Linked DNA regions of Mus musculus: region 2 is linked to region 1. A link is a contact called in public Micro-C data. All regions are on one chromosome and are shown on one strand. The core of a region is the stretch at or near the end of the contact, and the rest is flanking DNA. Distances in the headings are between cores, read along the strand shown. Region 1 holds the start of Isl2 (insulin related protein 2 (islet 2)). Region 2 holds the start of Skor1 (SKI family transcriptional corepressor 1).

Region 1 (5,432 bases), core at 52-2,551:
CGACTTTCTGCAGAACCTGTGCCGACGCTCTTGACTGCAACCATTTCCCAGCCCAGCAGCTTCGGCTCTTAGCAGTTGGACCGCCGCGCCTGAATTAGATAGATCTCGGGCAGCGAGGCCTGCGGGATCCAAGTCCGGACATAGCTTTTGGTCGAGATACTTTATCCCAGAAGCCCACCCGCGCCCCACTTAGAGAGGTATCAAGTTTTTGGTGTCCTTTCAGAATGGGAGTGAGGGACCAACAGACCACCGTTGGATAAACACTGTTTGTACCTCATCGATTTGTCTTTCAACCCTTTGAAACAAAATTCACAACGATTTTTGTTTAAAAAAATCCCGAGTCTTAGAAATCGCAGATTTTTCTAGGATTAAAAAGCCACCGGGAAGACGGTAAATTACCCCGTGTCCCACATTTGTTTCTGATTAGTTGTGTTGTAATTGGTTTGTGTAACCCAAAATCAGAGAGTTCGTAAAAATCTTTTACTGTATGAGTGACACATCACAGCACTGTTTTTAGGCTCTATGCAGCTGAGAGGAGAAAGGAGAGGGTGGGAGTCAGCATCAATTTAACCAAAAGAGCAAAAAGTAGGAGGGAGGAAAAGTGCCTAGGCCAGGGTGGGTGGGAGGACTGTGGCTCTAAGTCTCTGGATTCCTTTTGGCTTACCCACCTGCAACATCGAGTTTTCTACAGGCGGCGCGGGTGGGAAAGTCCGCATAGAGTTTATCCAAACCCAGGTGCTCATTTCCTACCCGTTCTCCCTAACTTGGACCCCGCCGAACAAAGGCTCAGGCCCACCAGGGAGAAAGGTGGCCGGCTGGACCAGTGATGGTCCCGAAACAGCGAATCCTCTTTTCTCCCTCAAGGTCTGTCGTCCCCAGGAGGAATTTTTAATTTAAAAATTATAAAAGAAAAACACTTTTAAGGGGGAGACGACTCTCATCTATTCCCAGAAGACTATTGCCTTGCTAGGCAAACGCCCTACAAGTCCGAAGAAAGCGCGGCGCTGCGGCAGAGCCCGCGGGGTGGAGATGCGGCTTCCAAGGGATTGCGGGACCCGGGGCTGCAGAGAGGATCTAGGAAGGTTTCGGGGGAGGGGGCTGCGCTCCATTGTTCACTCCGAACCAATCAGAGCTTTCCCACTTCCTCCCAGCCAATCTCCCTGCGCCTCCGTGTCTACCCCAGCCCACCCTCCGGGTCCCCATCATCTCCCGAGCAAGCCCCAGGGCGGTGGGAGAGCTGGGTGACGCTACAGGTCCCGCCTCCAGCTCGGGCCCCGGGCGAGTGCGTGCTGACGTCATGCTGCGTGCGGGCCGGTGCGGAATCGCTCCTTCAACTCCGCGGGGCAGGAGTTAGTTAGCAAAGAGCAGAGGCTGGGCGCTCGACCCTGGTCCTTCTGTCCCCGGCCGCAAGCTTTGCTCACATCTCTCTCTGCATGGTGGATATTATTTTTCATTATCCTTTTCTGGGTGCTATGGGGGATCATTCCAAGAGTAAGTCTTTCTCTGTGTGTGGGTGTGTATGTGTGCTTGATATGCAACATTTCCAATGCAGAAGAATGTTTAGCGGATTCTACAAGTGGCTTTTATTTGACAAAATACTTGGGAGAATAAAAAAAAACAAACAAACAAGCAGTGCATTTCGCCCATAACACTGTTTATTCGTTGGAATCCTACTATTTTATTTTGCAATTAGACATTATTTCCCAAGTTGGCTGGAATGACCTCAGGCTGTGAAATTCTTTTTCTTTTCTGCTAGGACAATTAGGTTTGATTTAGAGAAATGGGTTTCTTCTCTGCCTTAGGAAGGTAGAGAGGTTTCAGTAGCTTGATCTGAGGTGTTTAAACTAAGAACTGTCGAAGAAGCTAAGAGGGGACAGGGCTGAATGCTGCGGTGTCTGCGTTGAAATAGGGAGTCGCTGTGAGCGGGAGCGGGCGGAAATCCGGGCTTGGCTGACAGTGTGGACACGGAGGCGTCCGTAGCTCCCCAGTGTCACCGTGCTGTCGTCTGCCTCCCGTTAGCTCTGTCTCTAGCTGAACCGATACTACGTCCGCGTTCAAAGACGGTGATAATGGAAATATCAGGAGATTGTGTTGTTTTCGTTTCCTACTTTCTGGATCATTCGAAAGTGGTCTCACTTTTAGAGCGGGAGATCAAGCAAGGGAGGGCGGGTTGGGTTGGGGCTGCTGCAGCGGCCAAGGCCGGCCGGGTCCTGTACCGGGCCTGACGCGGGCCCTGCGCCCTTCCCTGCTAGAGAAGCCCGGGACGGCCATGTGCGTGGGCTGCGGGAGTCAGATCCACGACCAGTTTATCCTTCGCGTGTCGCCCGACCTCGAGTGGCACGCCGCCTGCCTCAAGTGCGCGGAGTGCAGCCAGTACCTGGACGAGACGTGCACGTGCTTCGTGAGAGACGGGAAAACCTACTGCAAGCGGGACTACGTCAGGTGAGCCGGCGGGACCCGGGGTTCGGCCCCCTTGGGCTGGGGGGGACACGGCTGCGCGTCCTGGGCTCGGGTCCCTGCGCTGACGCCCGCCGCACCCGGGCCCGCAGGCTGTTCGGCATCAAGTGTGCCCAGTGCCAGGTGGGCTTCAGCAGCAGTGACCTGGTGATGCGGGCGCGGGACAGCGTGTACCACATCGAGTGCTTCCGCTGCTCCGTGTGCAGCCGCCAGCTGCTCCCTGGAGACGAGTTCTCGCTGCGGGAGCATGAGCTGCTCTGCCGAGCTGACCACGGCCTCCTGCTGGAGCGCGCTGCGGCTGGCAGCCCGCGCAGCCCCGGCCCGCTCCCCGGCGCCCGCGGCCTGCATCTGCCAGGTAAGCCTCTCTCCCGGCCCGCAGCGCTGCGCCGCGTCAGTAGGATGTACGACTGTGTAGCCGACAGCTGAGCTTCCGACGGGAAGCCGGTGTGAAAGGCTGCGTGCGCTGGGAACCCTGCTATGTGTCTGCGAGTGCGGGGGTCGGGGGGAATTGTATGTATGTGAGCGTGAGAGCCTCGGGAGTTGTGTTCTCCGTGGCCCGGACCATGTAGGATCGGGAGAGTGGAGGACCCGGAATCCTAGGTGCTGCCTGTCTGGGTTGTGTTTAGAATTCCTTTGATGAACAGGGAGAAAAGGTATCCATCCCACCCGGAGCCAAGGGAAGAAGGCCAGCGGCGCAGAAGAGGGGCCTGTGTTCTTGTTTTGATGTCCGGCTAGCATAAAGAAAGGTTCAGGGAGTTTATTGGTTAAAACCCTCCTAGGATGATAGGTGCTCTGGCCAGGAGTTGCTCAGACTGGGAAATAAGTGTTGACAAGAAGCAGGTGGAGAGGGTGCGACAGGAGACCCCAGTTCCAGGAAGCCAGGGGATCTGCTACTCAGATCGAGGTAGACCAGGCCCTCTGTGTGGCACCAGGGATTTCTTCCTCTCTGTAACTCCATTTCCACACTGTAGAAGGAGGGGATTGGTCTTGGTGGGCTATTTGTAAATGTTTACCCAGAACTAGTAATGCCTAGAGGGGACTTTAATGTAAACAATGCAGCTAAAATCCAGGGTGTGTAGACCGGGTTGAAAGTAAAACAGAATGGAGTTGGTGTTGAATGAACCCAAGCTGAGTTCGCCCAGGGACTCCTCTTTGTTTTGAAATGTAGGCTTGAGGCTGTTCGAGGTGGGTGTGAAAAGCAGCAGACACTGGGCTGAGGGGACCCAGAACCCAGAGAATCTCAGACCGAAGCCCCAAGGCAGGTAGCCAGGAAGGAGCCATTCTGTGCCCAGAAGGCCTCAGCTGCCCAAAGTCTGAATCGTCCTAGTCCGAGAGTGTTCCTAAGGGCGAGACTAGCCTAGGCGATCCCTTAGGAGCAGAAAGAGAGTCTCCTAGTCTAGGAGTTGTGCTATGACCTGAGTCCTTGTCCTTTTCCTTTCCCCCTCCCTTGCTGGAGTCGCACTTCGATTTCCACCTCTTCCTCTAAAATTCCACCTTCTTCCAGAGGGCTTTGCTTGTTCGGCTGTTCGCAGTTGGGTTTTCCTAGGGTGTACTAGTACGGCAGCGGCAGCGGCCTGGAGCCGAACTCCATCACCGCAAGGCAATCGGGCTAGGGAGATAGGGACAGAACAAAAAGCATTTTCCCTCTGGGTAAGGCGAGTGGATGGAGAGGGAGATGAACAATAGCCAAACGAACCGAATGTCAGGGAAACGAAATCTTGGGGAGAATGGCTGGCGGCCCATCCGACCTTCTGTCTCTCGGCCCCTGCAGACGCTGGGTCCGGACGACAGCCCTCACTGCGCACGCACGTGCACAAGCAGGCGGAGAAGACAACCCGGGTACGGACTGTGCTCAACGAGAAGCAACTGCATACCCTGCGGACGTGCTACGCCGCCAATCCGCGGCCAGACGCGCTCATGAAAGAGCAGCTAGTAGAGATGACCGGCTTGAGCCCGCGGGTCATCCGCGTGTGGTTTCAGAACAAGCGTTGCAAGGACAAGAAGAAGTCCATTCTCATGAAGCAGCTACAGCAGCAGCAACACAGTGACAAGGCGGTGAGGTGCTGGTGACGGGCGGGAAGGCGGGTGGTATCCCCGGCGGCTTTCTAAGGCCTCTTTCTGGGGAACTAGGCGGAGCTGGACTCCCTATGTACTTTGGCACCGGAACCTTAGGAGAAAGGCTGATCTTGGCGTTCAAGTTGCGGTGGTTGTTGGTGGTACCTTGTGCCAGTTACAGCCCAGAGTTGAGGGGCCCTCGGCTTAGAGACGACCCTGTGGCATGGTTGGGACTACGGGGTTGTACTTTGGGGGGGGGTAGAGATAGGGCTCGATCTGAGTTTTTGTTTGTTTGTTTGTTTTGTTTCGTTTCGCATACCTGGCTAGGGAAGGGCATAAAGGACTTCCGTTTCTCTGGCCTGGTATTTGACTCCTAGGAGGGAACTGGGTAGCAGGTTTGTGGGCCCTGGGTTATCTCCGTTGCGAAATGGGGGATTCGTTGTGTGCAGTGGAGTGCGTCTCCTCCTCAAAACAATTTAATTCCCAACTTGCTCTCCAGAACCTGGGGTTCTATGCTCAAAAGTGGTGCAAAAGCTGACCTAACTCTAATGCCTTGTGCTATCTGTCTGCTTGCCCCTCAGAGCCTCCAGGGACTGACTGGGACGCCTCTGGTGGCAGGCAGCCCCATCCGCCATGAGAACGCGGTGCAGGGCAGCGCAGTCGAGGTGCAGACGTACCAGCCGCCCTGGAAAGCACTCAGCGAGTTTGCACTCCAGAGCGACCTGGACCAACCCGCCTTTCAACAGCTGGTGAGGCCCTGTGCAAACTGCACGGTGGACGTGGGGTGGAGGGGACTTCGTTCGTTCACATAGGACTAGGGGTCTTGGGGACAGATTTGGCAATGAGAAAGCCTGCTGGGCCCGCAACCTCGCAGCTGACACTAACCCGGTTTTAATGTGTCTTTCACCTGATCCCAATCC
Region 2 (5,396 bases), core at 1,865-4,364, 7.6 Mb after region 1:
AGAGTTGGAAAAGACTCAGAAAACTGCTAGTTAGTACATCTAGAGATTCTTCTTGGCAAGAGGCTGCCCTCTTCTCTCGCTACTATGGTGTTCCTCGGGTGTCATCCTTACGCGTGCAGGCACACACGTTGGGCCTGGCCTCCAGGGCTTCTTTCTCTGGTCCTCAGGCCCTTTCTTTCTACCTCTTTCTTCCTCCAGACCCTTTGTCTCTCTTTCTGGGTGCCTAACTGTCTCTGCAACTCTCCTCACCTCCCGCATCAACAAATCCAAAATCGCACTCGCTGTTTCTCAGGCCAGTCCCCCGGATTTTCCGAATCCCTCAGCCCTGCGTCCCTCCCAGCGAGCCCAATGCCACAGCGCGCCCCCGGCTGGGGCTGCGAAGAGCAGCTGGGACCTGCTGCTCGTCCGCCACAACAGAACAGAATCCCAGTTCCCACACCTGGCCCGCAGCGGCTGTGTACGAGGGCAGAATGGCGTAAGGGAGGAGGCGCCACCGGCGAGGTGCACCAGGCTCACCTTGGCCGCCCCGGGGCCTCCCAGGGGCCCGCAAGGCTCTCGCAGCTCATAGCCGCCGCTTGGTGGACTCCGCTCAGTTCTCCGCACCACATCATCGGCCACCAGGTCCCCGAATGCGGATCTGATAGCGGGCGGTGGCCCAAGGCGGCGGCGAGGGCGAGGACTATCGCCATCCGCAGAGTCTGTGGGGCCGTCGGCGCCTGAGGATGTAACAGATGGGGGCCCAGCAGGCTGGTCGCCGTCTGGGCCACCTCCCGTGCTGGGTGCCCTGGGCTCGGTGTCGTCCTGGGCTCCCTCCTCGTCGGGGAAGCGGTTGGACTCTACGTCCACCTCCGGTTCGTCCGCGGTGTCCACGTCGGGCGAGGCAGAATGATAGCTGGAGCTGCCCTCGCTCAGAAAGTCCGGGCTCACGTAGCCCCCTCCGGTCCCGGTGCCGGGCACTGGCCCGCGAGCAGGTCCGGAGCCATAGGCCTCGCGCGCGCTGCCGTAGAGCTTAGCGATGCTCTCTGCATCCTTAACTACGGGTCGGAAGGCTGACACGTAGGAGCTTTTGCGAGCAGGTGGCGGTGGCGGAGGGGGCAGGGGACCCAGAGACGGTGGCAGCGCCTCGTCCGCACCGTCCTCGTCCAGGGGCCCGCGGGATAGAGCGCTCGGGCAGCGCTCCTCCGTACCGAGGCTGCCCTCTTTAGCTGGCTCGGCACCGTCCAAAGACTCAGGACCGCCCCCGCCAGCCGCCGCCGCCGCTGCAGCAGCAGCCGCAGCCACCGCGGCCGCTACGGCCTTAGCTTGGCTCTGAGCGGCCGGGTAAGGAGGCACCGGGAGGCTCCCGGCTGCTGGCCAGAACATGGGAAACGTCGGGTATACAGTGGCGGCGGCAGCTGCGGCAGCTACCGCCGCTGCGTCCTTGGCTGCGCCGGAAGGTTGATGTCCCCAGAACATTGTGCCGCCACCAGGGCCGGGCCCTGCTCCTGGGGGCAAGTGGCCAGCTCCCGGGCCACCCGCACCCGCGGCGGTGCCAGCGCCCCCACTGCTCCCGGTGCCAGGGCCTCCCTTGGGTTCTCCGGCGACCAACACTGGGTCGTCCTTTTTGGGACATAGGCCGAATGCTGTGGGGAAACCGTAAGGATGCGGGAAAAGAGGCGGGGGCAGCTTTTGCAAGAGGCCAAAACCTTTGCTGGGCACTGGAATCACCGGGTAGCTGCGAACCCCTGCGCTGCCCCCAGGTCCTCCAGGTCCTGCAGGGCCACTAGCTGCCGCCGCCAGGCCAAGTGCGCGCTGCGGATGCGGTGGAGGTGGCCCGGGAGGCCCAGCCGCCTCGTCTTCACCGCAGCGCAGACTTTTGTGGGGCGGTGGGCCTGGGGCCATCTCTGAGCCGCACCCTGGACCGCCACCGCCACCAGCGCCGCCCTTCCCTGCACCACCAGACCCGCTATTAGCGCCGCCTCCGCCGCCCCCTTGCAGGGAGAAGGTCCGCTTGCGCGTACCGCCATTAAACATAGCCTTGACGTCCTCCCAAGCGTGGCTCAGTTCGTCGGTGGCCGACTTGTCACTGAGTTTGAGGTGCCGACGCCACGAGTTAAAGTTGGCGGCGTCGGGCTGAGTGTACTTGGCGTCGGGTGTGCGGTGCGAATGGAAGATGAACTTGTTGGGAGAGAAATACATACTGCAGTAGCCGCACTTGATGCACTTAGCACGAGAGCTGTTGTAACGGGCAGGGATGAAGCTGCCCCGAGAGCCCCATGCGCACTCGTGCACCACGTCAAAGGCGAAGTTCTCAGGCAGTTTGGGGGGCTTGTGCTCGCCCAGGAACGACTTGCACAGGCGTTCGGCCTCTCGTTTTGTGATCATACCACAGCGGCGAGAGGAGATGGGCATGGCCCCGGCCCGACGCAGTATCTCCAGCTGCACCGGCGTGCATTGCACGCATGTGATGCCCAGGGCCACGCGGCGGTTGTGGATCTCATTGTAGCTGTAGTTTTTGAGCAGGGTGTTGGAGATCTGGGCTAGGCACAGGCGCTCCTGCCCATCAATGACCAGCGACACGATGGGTACCCCGTACAGCGACGTCTCGCCCACCTGGTTGGGTTTAAGGGCGCTGGATCCCGAGTAGGGCTGCAGCTCTTGCTTGGAGTTGGGAGAGGAGCTGCCCTCGCGTCCCGGCCCCAGCTGAGTGGTGAGAGCCTCCATGCCGCCGCTCCTGCGAAACAGAGAGAGCAGAGAGCAGATGAGCCATTTTTTTAGCGCCGCTACCTAGGTTCAGGCCCGCCCAGCGGGGCGCAACGTGTGGGGTGCGAGGGGGTTACTTGGCAGTGGGGAGCTCAAGCTCATTCGTCCCACGGACTGGCCCCTTTTGTTATTCAGACCAGCTTCTGAGCTGAAACAAAAGCACCCGGGGGGCTAAGGGAGGAAAAGGGAAAATCGAAACCTCAGGAAAGCCCCGGCTGCCAGGAAACCAATCCTGTTTTCAGATTGGAAAGGAAGTGGGACCCAGAGACGGAGAGTGACTTGCCCAAGGCCACACAGCAATGCCATAGCCAAATCCAGGCTTTCCAGCCGGCACTCAGGTTTGCGTGCCTTCAGCTACCTCACAGCTCGCCCTGCCCGCCAGGGTCCTGAAGCCCGGACTTCAGGGACCAGCGGCCCCTCTGCTCAGTCGCGCATGCACGCGTGCGGGCGGGGGCAGTGAAGGGAGAGGTGGGGAGGCGAAGGAGGGGCACTCACTGCCCATCACAAACTGCAGGATGTAGGGGTGGGGGCAGGGAGAAGGGGGAGGGATGGAGGTTGAAGGAGGAGGATAGAAGGAAGAGGAGGAGGCCACTGCTGTTCGCGGTGCTGAACCCTACCCTTTCCAAAGCTTGTCGCGTGCACCACGACCTCGGGTGGCCCCCAATGCACCTATCTTCGTGGTGACCGGCTTCCAGGGACAACAGTACCGGTTTGCACAAACCTGTACTTCTCTTCTGACTCCTTGAGCCCGGTGTTCCTTGAGCAGAAAGAGTCCAGCTGGGTTTACAAAACGCTTTCTTGCCAGCCATCAGTTAGGCCGGGATCACGCAGTCTCTAACCACATTTTCTGCATTTTTTAGCTGCATTCCAGACTAAAGCCGGCTCCCCTCTTGTCAGCGCTTGGGACAGAGAGGTTCTCACAGGCGTTTCTCTGGAGTCACTTTTTAGCTTTGGAAACATGCCCCTGAGCTTTCTGTCCTCTTCCACACAGCTTTTCTTACTCAGACCCAACACAGGCTCCCCAGGCTCTGGGCTGCTCCTTTTGTGGGGGTGACTCCTCTTTGAGTATCCTTCATGCCCCGACATCAGCTCAGATGGGCTAGAAGGAATCTTGGCCACTCTTGGAAGCCACTGTAAAACTCCAAGCACTAAAAAGTTGCTGCTGGTCCCTCGCTTTGATCTCTGGAGAAGGCAGAGAGGAAGCTGTATCCACAGTCTAGCCTGGTGGAGGACCCAGGAATTGATGTTTAGGGCCTTCTAGGTCGCCCAGTCACCTCACGTGTCTTCAGACACTCAGGGCTCCATGGACCCAATGCTGGGCGGCAGGCGCTCTTGCCGCCAATCTAGTCCCTAGGACTCCCTCCTCCGAACTTGGCTGGAAAAGCAAATCCATTTCAGAGGGGTAGCTTCACTCTAACAGGGATCCGAATTCCAAAGCTAAGAACCTGGCATCTTTGGTCTGCAGGTATCTTTCCCTCCCTCTGTTTGCTTAGATACTTATTTGTCGATCTTATCTGTCCCTGAGCTGTCTGTCGCTGCCAGCTCACCGCTCTTTCTCCCATCTATCTTGTATCTTGTTCAAGTATCAACCTATTTATTATCTGTTTCATCTCTTCCAGTCAAACTGAGGCAAGTTGATCCTCCCTTGTCACTGAAATCCCCAGTAACATTTTAGGAGGCAAGCAAACTACTGTGCTAACTCCCTGGCTGAGGGGTCAACAAGGCGAGCTAGGTGTCCCAGGGACGGCTCTCACACAGGCTGAGGAGGTGGCTAAGGGGGCCCGCAGCTGTGGGAAATGACGATGGCTTCTGGGATTTCTGGGCAAATGTACCGGGCCCGCATAGAGTGAAGAGGACACCCTGAGCCTGGAGCGTCCACCTGAAGCTGGGGCTCCTGAGTCCCCAAGGGGTTTTCCCAAAGGGCTTTTGGCCTTGGAGCCCGGAGAAGTGAGGGACCCTAGGAAGGAAACAGCATTTCGAGGGCCAAAGAAGAAAGCACCAACGAAGGGCCGCACTCAGGGACAAGGAGCAGTGCTCAGGGCGGCATGGGGACCCCCTGGCCCGCTCCTGTGGCTCGAGGGGCGAGCCTAGCGAGGTTAAGCAGGCGGGAGGTGGGCAGCGGTGGCAGCGAGGCTGTGGAGTCGTTTGTTAGGATAGGAAACAACCGCCACAGAGTCTAAAGGAGAAGTCAACGAAAGAAGCGCTGCGGCGGCCGGCGCGGGGGCTGTGGGCTCGCGATCGCAGGTACTCACCGTGCGGGCGGCTGGAGCCGGGCAAGCGGCGAGCGGAGGTGCGCGGCGGGCGGAGCGGCGGGCGGGAGTCGGGGATCCGCCGGGCTCTCCGGGTGACGGCGCGGCCCCTCCCCGCGCGCGCGCACAGCCGCGCAACCCCGCTCCCCGCGCTGCCACCCGCGGCCCCTCCCGCTCTCAACAGGCACGGGGCGCCAGGGTCCCCGGAACGGAGCCCGGTGCCCGGAACCGCCGCCCCCGAGGCCGGGGACTGGCCCGAAGAAGAAGCCGAAGCCTAGAGCTCATGGCGCAGCGGCGGGCACGGCCTCGGTCACAGGCGGGAGTGGCGAGGCCGGCGCTGGGCGGGAGCGCCTGACAGCTGCGAGCCGGGGCGCCACACCCACCACCCCTCGCTGTCCCTCGCGC

The links. Hi-C and Micro-C count contacts between places; a contact is called where the count stands out from the background.
Region 2: a Micro-C map of embryonic stem cells shows a contact between it and region 1, with 32 times the contacts expected there. The contact joins the promoter of Skor1 here to the promoter of Isl2 in region 1. A contact is called at or near these places in 5 of 484 Hi-C or Micro-C datasets (cerebellum and embryonic stem cells) and 1 of 115 datasets of contacts at active chromatin or transcription factors (embryonic stem cells).

Annotation. Positions count from the first base shown.
Region 1 is chr9:55,539,848-55,545,279 of GRCm38.p6, forward strand. Isl2 (insulin related protein 2 (islet 2)) reads left to right here and starts at 1,302. Exons shown (of 6, transcript NM_027397.3): 1 at 1,302-1,491; 2 at 2,253-2,442; 3 at 2,550-2,812; 4 at 4,229-4,512; 5 at 5,094-5,261. The coding sequence starts at 1,434.
Region 2 is chr9:63,143,866-63,149,261 of GRCm38.p6, forward strand. It overlaps Skor1 (SKI family transcriptional corepressor 1), which reads right to left and starts at 3,115. Exons shown (of 9, transcript NM_172446.3): 1 at 2,942-3,115; 2 at 517-2,713. The coding sequence starts at 3,048.